Linked DNA regions of Hordeum vulgare: region 1 is linked to region 2. The links are chromatin contacts, called in public Hi-C maps. All regions are on one chromosome and are shown on one strand. Each heading gives the region's core, a stretch centred on a gene start, on an enhancer-like site or on the middle of the called end of the contact. The rest is flanking DNA. Distances are from core to core; before and after follow the strand shown.

What was found. A called contact is a pair of places that touch in the nucleus more often than the background predicts.
Region 1: a Hi-C map of seedling shows a contact between it and region 2, with 4 times the contacts expected there. The contact joins the enhancer-like site here to the promoter of LOC123426361 in region 2. A contact is called at or near these places in 2 of 6 Hi-C or Micro-C datasets (leaf and seedling) and 1 of 1 datasets of contacts at active chromatin or transcription factors (embryo).

What each region holds. Positions count from the first base shown.
Region 1 is chr2H:382,229,260-382,235,950 of MorexV3_pseudomolecules_assembly, forward strand. It overlaps LOC123426362 (protein LEO1 homolog), which reads right to left. Exons shown (of 11, transcript XM_045110173.1): 8 at 5,272-5,403; 9 at 4,505-4,618; 10 at 4,196-4,420; 11 at 3,378-3,748. The coding sequence ends at 3,599. Among protein-coding and RNA genes, the nearest start is that of LOC123430121, 7.0 kb to the left of the region's middle. Within about 2 kb of position 3,147, at least 2 of the 3 cell types and tissues checked have open chromatin away from gene starts, as enhancers often do. A contact at or near this core is called in seedling, where this site is marked.
Region 2 is chr2H:382,062,512-382,068,438 of MorexV3_pseudomolecules_assembly, forward strand. LOC123426361 (probable LRR receptor-like serine/threonine-protein kinase RPK1) reads right to left here and starts at 4,185. Exons shown (of 2, transcript XM_045110172.1): 1 at 1,602-4,185; 2 at 1-414. The coding sequence starts at 3,818. The coding sequence ends at 1,620.

The DNA of each region.
Region 1 (6,691 bases), core at 1,897-4,396, 170 kb after region 2:
AATAATTAATAAAGATGGCTGCATGCATCGATTGATGCAGAGGCCGCGGGTTTAACCTCCTTTTCCAAAAAAACAGTCGTGCAATCATCACACGTGCTAAAAACATTTTGCAGCGTCGAAATAGTGACTTTTAACGCGACGGAGAGCGCTAGCTCCAGCGGCCGTCGTAAAAAATATCACGCGCGAGCCGCTCCAGCAAGCGCGCTAAACTATAGCGTGCGCGAGCAGTCAGCGCTTGCAGTATATTCATTTTTTGAAAATATGGTGATATTTCAAATATCAAAATAAGACATGCCATAGTTTAAAATCACCCAACATCAACCAAGTTAATCATGGCATAAAAGTTGGGAAACATGCCACATCACATCTCATCATCCAACCAAGTTCATGACATAAAACTTTACACAAACAAATGGCACATCAACAATCATGCCGCATCCCCCTCATATTTGTCATCCGATTCTTCTTCCTCGTCCGAAGACGTTTCTTCCTCTTCTTCTTCATCATCGCGCGCCGCATCATCATGGGAAGCTCGGAAGGTGTTGAAAAGATCTTCAACGGCATCATGCGAACGTACGTGAGACACACCGGAAGACATGCGTCCACCCATGTCATCCGGAGGTGCTCCCATGCCTCCCATGAGAGACGTAAAACGCATGCCTCACATGCCCCCATGGTAGTTCCGAAGCCACCCATGCCTCCCATGCCGTCCATGGTAGCTCTGAAGCCACTCATGCCTCCCATGATAGCTCTAAAGCCACCCATGCCGCCCATGGTAGCTCCGAAGCCACCCATGCCACCCATGCCTCCCGTGCCTCTTTTTAGACCAAGACTTCTTCACACGCAAGATTGACGTATTCCTTTTGCTTCTCATCGAGGGTAGATGTGTCCATGAACATCAAGTATTTCTCCCATTCCAAAAATCTAGTTTGCTCTTCCATGGCCAATCTCTTCTCCTCCAATGCCACATTCCTCTCCTCGGCCGCCACCCTCCTCTCCTCGGTCGCCAACCTCCTCTCCTCGGCCATGGCATCTTGGTTCCTTGCCATCTTCCTCACCTCGTTAGCTTCATTCCTTGCGTTCACAATAGCTTCCATAGCAATTGTTAGCTCATCATCTCCTTTCCTCTTCTTCTTTTCTTTTGCGTCTTTCTTGCCTCCATTTGGCCTTTTTGGCTTGGAGTAGGCAATCGAGTTTGGTGTAGGACTTCTCTTGCCGTCATCACTTGATGCCTCCTCATCATCATCATCCAAATCAATAGTTCGCTAGTGTTTGTTGGTCTCCTCATTGACACCTTCACGGGGCTTCCATTTCTCATCATCCTTCAACTCCTCATAGCAATGGGGCAAGGCAAATGGCCTCCATTTCTTCATCTTCCCTTTCTTGGTCTTCTTATCCTCTCCTTGAAATAAGTTTTGTGCAATAGTGAGCTACAAACAAAAGAACAAGTTAGCACTTGAAACACCAAAGAAGAAGCATGAACATGGAAGAATCATGAAAGAAATGGCACTTACCCTATCTATATCATTAGTGCCACTTGGGTTTAACGTGTCAACCGCCTCAAGTGCGGCCGCCCACCTTTGACAATCTTTGTTGATTGTCGACCACCGGGAGCGAAGAGATCTTTCTGTGTGGTCAATTCCACTTTTGTTGTGCAAATCAAAGTGCTCATTCATCCAGATCTAATATGCATCTCTACTTTGGTCCCCTCCAACGGTGGCATCCCTAGACACTTGCAGCCATGTATTGCATAGCAAGACGTCTTCGTCCATGCTGTAGTTGCCTGCTCTTCCTTTCGGTGCACCGACGATACCCTCACCATCCTCGTCCACCTCAAACTCATGATCATCGAAATGCACATCATTGGTTTGAGACCAATGAGAATTGTTGGAGCCAACACCCATAGTTGACATATATGTCTCATCATTGAAACTACAAAGTATGTACAACAAAACTAATAAGCTATCCATATGTATCCATTCAAAAAACAACATCGAAAAAAAGTTGGTGAAATTTTACCTTGGGGGCATTTCATCGACCACCTTGTGTGCATCGGCCGCCGACGCAGCAAGCGAGCTCGCCGGCACTTCGATCGCCGCCGCATCCTTCGCACGCCCTGCAAGTCTCTTCTTCGGCCGTCTAGAGGAGCTATCCGCCGCCTTGTTCTTCTTCTCAGACACCTTGCCCTTCTTCGCCACCGTCGTATTTGGGAGCTTCGAAAAAGGGGCGCGTAGCTTCACGACGGGCGTCGGTGCGACGCCACCCGCTGCCAAGGCCGTCTGTGGCGCCATGAAAAGGCAACCGCATCCTTCGCACGACCTGCAAGTCTCTTCTTCGGACGTCTAGAGGAGCTATCTGCCGCCTTGTTCTTCTTTTCGGACACCTTGCCCTTCTTCGCCACCGCCGTATTTGGGAGCTTCGAAAAGGGGGCACGTGGCTTCACGGCGGGCGTCGGTGCAACGCCACCCGCTGCCAAGGTCGTCCATGGCGCCGTGAAAAGGCCGCGTGCGAGACCGGTGGTTGGAGGAGCACCGACGAAGGCGAAGCGAGAGCTCCCCGTGCTAGGGTTTGCGTCGGCGGCGACGGCGGGGTCACGAACGTAGGGAGGGGTGAAAGGGATGTCGGCGCGGCCACCCATCGGGCGAATCCGTCGACGACGACGCGGAAGGGGCAAAAGCGACACGATCAAAGAGGGTGCAACGCGAGAGCTCAAGTGTGCAGCGCGCGGGAGCGGACGTACAAAATAAGCGACGCGTGACGTCATTTTGTCCCGCGCGCTGGACCACTTATGCCGCGTGCACGGTTTTTACGCCTCCGTTAGAGCGTCCGAAGCGGTTGCACGTGCAAAAAACGCAACTTTTCCAGCACTGCACTTATATAACACGACTATTGTTGGAGATTCTCTCAGGACGAGTTCTTTTGGCTTAATTCCAAAGAATTACTGTCCCATAAATGAAAATGACAAAAGAACTCATCTCTGTTTCAGGAATTGTCCAGAATCATTCCAGAATTGTTAGTTTAAACCACTATCGTTTAACACTATCTCTATTGAAAACACAATTTACAGATAGAATGCCACTAGAGAGCCAGACCGAGCGAGGCAAATCAAACCGCTTGGCCCACACCCCCGCACTGCTCGTTCCCTGTTCCTCGTGCTAGGGCGCTCGTGCTAGGGTTGAGCGCCGCCCAGACCGGACTCGTCGGATCAACCGAGGGGAGGCTCTTGCTACGCTGCCGCCCCAAACCGGCCGCCACCGCATCAGGTGAGCTGTTCATCCCCTATTAATTTGTATGGATGGCTGCTATATGTGGTGTTAATTTGTATGGATGGCTGGTATATGTTTCATCTATCTAAGGATGTTTGAGACATTTCAACAGACAACTCATACAACAATTACATGCTAAAATCACAGAAAAGAACTGGACAGACAATTCTGTTACCAGACGATTCTGTGGGCAGTTTCCCAGAATCATAATTCTGAAGAATTATGAGGTGAAAAGAACTGGCCCTCACACATGGCCTATCCAATAGTATTCAACAGCACTCTTTTGGCAGCAGAGACAAATGTAGGTTTGTGAGCTTCTATTTTCTCTCCCTTCACTCGTCTTCATCGTCGCTTTCAAAAACGACGGCCTTCCGGCGATGAACCATCGCAGGTTGTTTCCTCGGCGGGGAATCCTCGCCCGAGTCCACCTCCCTGCGCCTTTGGCTCCCGCCTGCTGCTGACTCTCTCTTCCGCTTTGGTTCCTGCACAACCAGTTCCAGTTTGATTATCATTATTTGACTGAATGACAAGTTATATGGAAATCACGGTGTTTCCTTCAGTTCTGGTTAACATCTCACTTTCAGATCAACACGGCAGCACAGCGGAAGAAAATTATCTACAAAGTCTGGCATCTAAAATTTCAATTCAAATTGGTGACCGTATTCCTAGTGTCTGCTATCAACTACTACAAGCAATCTTGTGTTTGTCTGCTATCAACTACTCCCTCCGTAAAGAAATATAAGAGCACTTGGGTCACTACTTTAGTGATCTAAACACTCTTATATTTGTTTACAGAGGGAGCACTTAATTCTTTACCGTGTATGCCAGGTAAGAGGACCTGACTATTGCTAAATTGGGTGGTTACTGCAATTTACCACACTGCCTATTTTGTAAAAGGAAAACTGGAGTTTGACGCAGTGACATCTTACCTGGATTCCTTCATCTGACATACGCGCATCCTCTTCCGGGTCTTCCTCATATTCATCCTCCTCATCCAGCTCATCTCCCCTTCCACCAGTTGGAGAGTGCTCAATGTCCTCGCCTTCAGTTTCATACTCTGACTCCTCCCTTTCGCTCTCAGAGTACTCCTGGCGTCTCGCTGGGCGAGAAGGAGGGAAGGATGGTTTACGAGGAACACCTCTGCTCATATTCGACTGAGAATGTGCACAGAATACATGTAAGCATTGACAGTAATAAATTTGTTCAAATGAGAATGCATATTTGCCCAGTTAATCCACCTTCTTCGCATTAATTATACGCCTTTCAGCTAGTGCTTCAGCCTCCAAGTCATCCTCAAAACGACCACGAGATGCCATTCGCCGAGAGCTGTACTGGTTGTCGGTCTCCTCATCCTGCCAAAAGTAAGTATATGTTCAATGAATTCTTGCCACATTCCACTACTACCCAGAAGAGCGGAGCTAGTAACACATAAGAATAAAATTCATGTCTCAACACACACAGGAGTCTCCCAAAGCTCACAAATACAACCTCGCTTATTGTCATGTTCAATCTAAGAAAAAGTTATCCAGACAAGTAAATCAGCACAGCACTTCATACTCTCTAGTCTTACAAAAACAGCTACTGACCATGCATCTCCAGGTCCCATGACAACATGACAATAGCGGAATAAAATCACCCGCCTAGGCAGAAATTGCAGATGTACATTCACAAAGGTAACCCAAAGAGTTATTAACTAGGGAAGCATGAAATGAATTTCATCCAGAACTAAATTTCCCATAGTATGACCTATTATCTGCATCATTTAACTCAAACCTAGAGTAAGTTTTAATAAGTTCACATTAGACCTGTGATTAAAATATAAAAGAAATATACAGTTAGATCTAAGTGATTGGTGATTGTTAAATGGCATTTACTAGTGTAGGTCAAGAGAACTGTGCTTACACTGTATATCATTTAATCTTAATACTAACACTGTATATGCCGTTATAGCTAGTTGTACCGTAATCTTTTTGATTGGCAAAAAGCAAGGAAACGACAGACCCACCTCATCTAATGCATCTTCCAAAAACCCTGGAGAAAGCTGTCTTCTTTGCCTGGCAGGTTGTGTGTATTTGCGATTGACCTTTTCTCGTTTGCGTTGAAGAATTGAATGAGCTCTAATACTTTGGCCCTCCGCCTGCATAATTACTATGTCAGTGAAAAAGGAAAAACTTCGCTGAAAAATGCATACAAAATCGGTTTTGATGGGGGAAAACAGAAAAACAGGTCAGCAATAAACACGATTAATATGCCTTCGGAATGGGACAAGAATCACAATTTGTTGTTGTGCCTTCATAAATGGCAACTTCACTTGATTTGATGTTTGGGAGTGTTGGCTGTAGTGTGTCACACTGAACGCTATGGACAATTCAGGGTGTTCAAGACTTCAAGTACGGACAGACCCAACCTGTTGAATCCATTACTCATTTTTTCTCTTTGTACTGGTTTCATCAAACGTGGTTGGAGCTAGTTAAGGAAAATGAACTATGGTCATATCCATCGGTTTCCGTAGTTTGTATCAAACCAGGTTGAAAACCCCTAACCATAATCATCAGATTACAAACCGAATCATGAGTACAAGAACTTTTAGACCCTACCCTTAGATTAGTTAGGCTGCAGCTTACTGAATGGAACGACAACACAGAGTACAACTTTGGAACCAGTCAAGCTCAAACTCTAAAAAACCAAAACAGGTTTATTAATGTTGACCTATGTGTTTGTAAGTATGCCATGGCAGAGCTTCAGAACAAAATAAGTGGGGGCCAAGATTGATTAACAGATGACTTAACCAATACATTTAAAGGTCAATTTTCTCATGTGTCTGCGACGGTTTCATGAGTGTCAAATGGTTGTCTAGAGGAGTGAGTACAAATTTCTACAAGTTTCTGATCTTAGAACTCATCCTTCCATAATAGTTTCATGGCTATAGGAAAGGGGGAACACAAATAAAATTGTTGGACTCGTCCAATGTTCTGAGAATGGAAGCTGCTAAGGGATGACCAACCGTCCAATAGGGTCCACAGCCAGCAGGCCCCATGATCCAGCAGGCAGGGAAAGCAGGAATTTGAAGATCAAGCACAGAGAGGACGGGCAGAGCAAAGGGCTGGGCTGGGCTGGATTCTGTTCTTCTGGTGAAACAGCCACCCATTTTTTGTTCTCTGGTAATGGGGAACATTGTATTTGTAGGTTTAATATGGTAAAAACATGCTCTTCATCGGGTTCCCAGCACCTGCATGAAGCGCTGCAGACCCTACTAGGAAGTAGTACTTGCACTATCTTAGGGAAAAATAAAACATACATGTGGAGAACATGGCAAGCCCCTATGGCTATCGGAGAGAGGTACATGGAAAGTGGACATGTAACAAGACACAAGTATTTTTATATCTGACCTAGGAGCCTTAGCTTAAGCAGCTAAATTCAGCAAA
Region 2 (5,927 bases), core at 2,935-5,434:
CCTGCAATTTTTTAAAGCCTGGTTGCACCGCACATTTAACAAACAGCAAATTCGATAACAACCGGACGATGTTAATTTGGCGGTCGGGGGAGTAAACATGTTTAGTCCTCTTCTCACCACAACCACAAAGGAAGAAAAAAAAAGTCTTATGACCCTGCTAATAGGCTTGCAAGTTTGGAACCTTTAGGGTACTCTCCACCCTCCTCAGTTCAACTAAATGAACTAACTTTTCAGAAGTCATTTGGTTGAACTAAGGAGGGTCCGAGGGTACTCTCAAGATTTCAAATTTGCATCCCTACCTGCTAACTATACTAATGGTGTTCCTATAACACAGGGCTGAAGGCATATGTGCATCTTGTTCTCAAATCGCTGCTCTGCTCAACAGACGACCACTGCGCCACAAGCCCTGGTGAACTGCATACAAGAAACGGCACATGTCAGTAAGGACGGCATCACAGTCTCTAATAAACATAACCATGAGTATCTCTATCTGGATGCAACATTAATGAAACCAGAGAAACAATTATTTTGAAGTGAGCATCCATCTTATGCTGAACCATCAAATGATTTCGACAGTCAGGTATGTTCAGGTTTAAAGTGAGATTTCCCTTGAATAACGTGGAAAATATTTACCACAATGATGACTAATTATGTGCAGCTGAAAAACACAACCAAAAAAGTCTATTTTCTAGGTGTGACTACCAAAGATGTTTCCTTTTCAGAAGTGCCACCACTGACACTTCATTTTCAAAAAATAATTTCTGCATACCAAATTATGCACTAGTCAATCCATCAGTTTTTCTACCAGCCTTCTCTCTCTACCGCATTACCAAGAAGCGACAGGGTATTATGTCAATTTCTTGCACAGCCATCTGCTTTGAGAAACAAATGGTTGTGATCGAAACCTGCTTCTTTCTCCAGTCAACACATAGGGCAGCCTGAATTTTATTTGCAGAATTCGATGAGGGAAGAAGTATAGTACAGCAAAATACTTCAACTATTGGATGGTCAAATTTAACCTGTATATGTCAGTGTTTCACTCAGAAGCTGAATCAACATACCAAGACAACTACGCAAGGGATTTTCCACATAAACATCATGTTTGGTTGGCACCATACACTATCTGTATACTTTAATTTTCTCCATACTTGGGTATGTAGGCAATTTTCCCCATATGGGTGTTAGTTCCCCAAGAGTCTAAGTATGGCACAATACTATTGAAGCCCAAAAGAAAAGAAGACCATAGAGATTATTCACACCTGTACAGGCTAAGGTTGTGCGGTTTTAGTAATATAACACATTTATGAACAATGAGAAGGAAATGTGCTCTGCTTGTTAAAACTGACGCAAACCATAGAACACTGCATACTGGCACAGGAATCAACATTGTATGATGGTATAAGCATAAAAAGTAGAAGTACACATTCACACTGTTGATGAAAAAAAGAGGAAATCAGCACTGAAACTTTCCTTTCAGTATTATATGATTATATCACATCAACATAGGTATAAGCAATTAAGCATCCAATCTATCCAAAGTAAACTAACTTAATGCCCATGGATAAGAAGTGAATAAAATAGTTCATGTAAGTGCTTCTTACCTTCATTCTTGTTCTCTCCTAGTAAGACGGCGGACGGAGTTCTCTTAGACGTCGAACAACATGCTTTATTTTGGGCCTAGAAGAAAGAGACTCCACAGTGCACAAGACCCCCAGGTTAATGATCTCAACCAGGTCATCATGTGGGGCCTTATTCCACAAGCCCTCAACGAAGAACTCGCAAACTCTACCACTTTGTATTAGCATATTTGCCCAGCTAATAATGTTGAAACCATTTCCATATGGAGAAAATGATGGATCCAGTACTTTCTTATCCGAGATGAGTTCAAGAAGCAGAACCCCATAGCTATAAACATCTGCTTTATCAGACACACGGCATGTCATTGCATACTCGGGCGCGACATAACCAAAAGTACCAGCAACACTTGTGGTTGTATGAGTTTGTGAGTTGCGAAGAAGTTTTGCTAATCCAAAATCAGAGAGGTATGCATTGAAGTCATTGTCGAGCAATATGTTGCTCGGCTTAACATCTCGGTGCAGAATGCGGGGGGAGCACTCATCATGCATGAAAGCAAGAGCATGAGCAATATCCAGAGCAATTTTGTGGAGCACCCTCCAACTAATTTGCCTCTTAGTTCTCTCTTGTATGAACCTTTCCAAGTTTCCACCTGGCAAATAGTTGTATATGAGGAATGTCTCTTGGTCACTGACATGGAACCCGATGAGAGTGACAAGATTAGGATGGCGACAGCGCCCAAGGGTTTCAACTTCTGCTTGGAACTGCTTGGAACCGTGTTGCCTCCCAATAGAAAGCCTCTTTATTGCCACCAAAACCCCAGGTGCAATCTCAGCTCTATATGTGGCGCCAAAGCCGCCACTGCCGATGCAGTTGCTTGCGTTAAAATTTCCGGTGGCTCGAACAATTGCCTCGTAAGTTAGGGGAGCTCCAATGTCGACACCATCAAAAACCTTCACCTCCTTTCTAGTGCTTGTGCCAGTACCAGTGCGAGTGCCAGAGCGTCTTGCTTGCCTCGGGGTCCGTCTCCTTTTGAAAATGTATATTGTGGTCACAACTAAAAGAGCAACAATGACGACTAACACCAAAGCTATTGCAACAATCTCTATGGTCTTCAAATGACCACCATTGCCGCTGTCATCAGGCGGTGTTCCTCGGTTTGCCTCGGTAAGTACCCATGTGCTTTTGAGTTGGGGGATGACCGTAAATACTTCAGCAGAGTGGGGTGCTGGACCTACCCCTGAACTATCAGCTGTTACTGAGGAAATCTCAGCCATTTGAGGTGATGACATCGGAGCAGAAACCTTCCCAGTGAGCAGATTGTTGTCAAGGAGTAGAACGGTGTGATTTCTCAGTGCCACGAGATCAATGGGAAGCACTCCTGATATCAGAGGATTTGAGGACAAATTTAGCACCCTCAGTGATCTCAGCTGACCCAGACCGGATGGTATCTCACCACTGAAACTGTTCCCAGCTAATGACAGAAACCTCAACTTCTTGAGCTCCTTGAGAATGGAAGAAGGCACTTGCCCATGGAGAAAATTTCTGCTGAGGTCCATCCTGACAAGGTAACTGCAATGCCGGACCTCCGGCGGTACGCCACCGGTTAGCCTGTTCCCGGATAACTCCAACACCCGCAGCTCGGCAAGCTTCCCAATCTGCGGAGCGATGAAACCATCCAGCGAATTGGAAGATAACCGGAGCCGCCGGAGATTCGAGCATTTCCCGAGACCAGGAGGGATTCTCCCGGAGAGCTGGTTGCCGGAAAGGTCCAAACTCTGCAGCCCGTCGGGGAAGATGGCCGGAAGGGAGCCGCGGAGGGAGTTGCCCGCGAGGTTGAGCACCTCCAGGTTCTGCAGCCGCCATAGCTCACCGGGTATCTCTCCTCGGAGCCCTCGGGAGGGTAGAGAAAGTACTTTGATCTCGGTGAGGCTGGCCACCGCCGGTGACAACACCCCGGCGAGGCGCCGGCTGGGTTGGGAAGGGAGAGAGAGGGCGACGACACGGGACCGCATGTCGCACCTCACCTCCTTCCAGGAGCAGTGTTGAACGCCTGGCTCCGGTGACCAGTAGCCGGGGACGTCGCCGGAGCCGGAGGAGAGTCCGTTCTTGAGTTGGAGGAGCGCCGACCTGTCATGTTCTTGGACTAGCGATAGCGAGGAGGAAGCGGCGGCGATATGGTGGAGGAGGAATAAGGTGGCAATGGTTGTGAAGCAGAGTGTTATCTGGCGTTGGGAGGCCATCTCCGACTAGTCGCCGACGAGGCCCTGGCTGTGGGAGCAGAGGCTGTGGAGTCAGTGTGAAAATCGAATGGGCTGGATAGTGAAGGCTTGGCATCATTAAAAAGGCGAAGCGACGACGAGTTTGGAGTGATAATAGAAAACCGAAGGGGCTAAACTGCGAGAATCGGATGGCTTTTCTTGATTAATTTCTGAATGTTCCCCCACGTTGATTTCTATTCATAGCCTGGTACCTTTCTTGGTTATATTTTTGAAAGAATACATTTGTTTTGCAAAATTAACTGCTGGTGACGGTGACAATAGCCGACTTTGTGATTGTGTGTTTCATATCTGATTTTGAAATACCTAACCACGTTCGACATGCAGTTTATTTGGTAACTATACTTTGCTATATTTTTATGGTACATTTTCTTAGACGTGGTGCATCTTTTGGCGCGAACTTATAGATACGTTCGTGTTTTTGAAAAACTTAGGCCCAACCATATGTCGAATCGTCGTGGGTGCTAATATCGACGCATACTGCTAGCGGCCCGTCGTATTTGGCGCCAATATTATTGGGCCGAAAGTTTCCTCTCAACGGCCGAAAGTAGCGCCAACCCACCACATTCGCTATTTTCGCGGCCGATGGCGTCTCAGCAACCTCATTCTTCACTCCTCTTACTCGGTTCTTCTTATGCTGGCTCAAATAAGTAAACCTTTTAGAAAAATACCGGTAATCAACTAGTCAAGAATCTAATCTACTCCACAAAAATAATAGATCGTGAAAACTGCTCCATCATCGTTGAATTATGTTTTGTTTAAGAAGATTATGTAAGTTTATCATGTCAAATGTGTTTACCTAAAAGAAATGTATCCTTACTTGGTTGCCGATGTGTGGCCACCCCATTGGCCCCATGCTAAATTTTGCTCAGCGGGCAACCATTTCAACATACTGTTAGTCTACTCCAACATGGGAGGAAAATAGAGGGAAAAAAAGTAAAGTGAAAAACGGCGTGACAAGGATGAGGCATATATATGATGGAACGATAGAGATCCAAAAGCAATAGAGATTGGCAATAGTAAACTCTTGCCTTAGTTACCGAGTGAGTATTAACATGGTAGTGTGGTTGTATTAGTGTAAATATGTTCTTTCTCCAATGCATTTTCCTTGTTTACAGTCCCAGCTTCACGTGTTATGTAAAAAGGAAAGATAATAATTAAGAAATAGGCTCCTGATGTTTTAAACTCTCGAATGCACTTTTGGGGAAGTAAATATAAGAAGCAGAGGTGCAAATTAAAATCCACTCCCTGAAGTTTCCAAAAAATAATTTGTAGGCATCTAAATATTATTAACCAACTCAGACCACCCATTAATAATTAGGCATCTACACAGACAAAAAAGAAACAAACGAAAGGGTTCGATCATTTATGAAAAAGATATGCAGCATTAGTGCAAGATTTTCAATTCTGGTCATGGTCGTAAATCGGTGGAACCAGAAGGAAGCAATGAAACTTGGACTGGAGTGACAATGCATGCCGGGCACAGGTCGCGTGGCCCCACATGACAATTGAGAGACAAATATGTCACACGACCAGTAGTTGTCCATTTTTGCTGTTCCCTTTTTGATATTACATTTCTATATATAGTGGACTTTGTTAAAAAAAACTGGGAAGAAAAATAATTTTGTAATGTGTATGGTCTGATATAAGTTACTCCCACAGTTGTTATCTTGACTAATCTGGAATCAACAACCTTTTTTGGTGTTGGTTGTTGGGAAGAAAAGTGTAAATAAAGAAGCAAGAAGAAGAAAGGGTGAAGGAGGGGGTGGTGTAAAAAAAATAAAAACTGACAAAAGGAAGTTTCCAGGAAAGGGTCTTTTGCTTTCCAAGTGTGGGCCATAGTAGCTTCTCTCTCGTGTGTTGAACGTTGTCATGTTGGGGCCCGCATGGCACATGAGCGCAGCCCAAGTGTATATCTCTTCTGCATGCCACCATAAAAGAACAAGAGGGTAGCCAGACGCTTTTAAAAAGACAAAATAGGCACTTGTGTGTTTCCCTTTCTGTTGAGAGTCAGGAATTCAGATGAACGAGTCGGCGCGATGTTTGACAGGTGGGTCTCCAAGTGTCCACGTA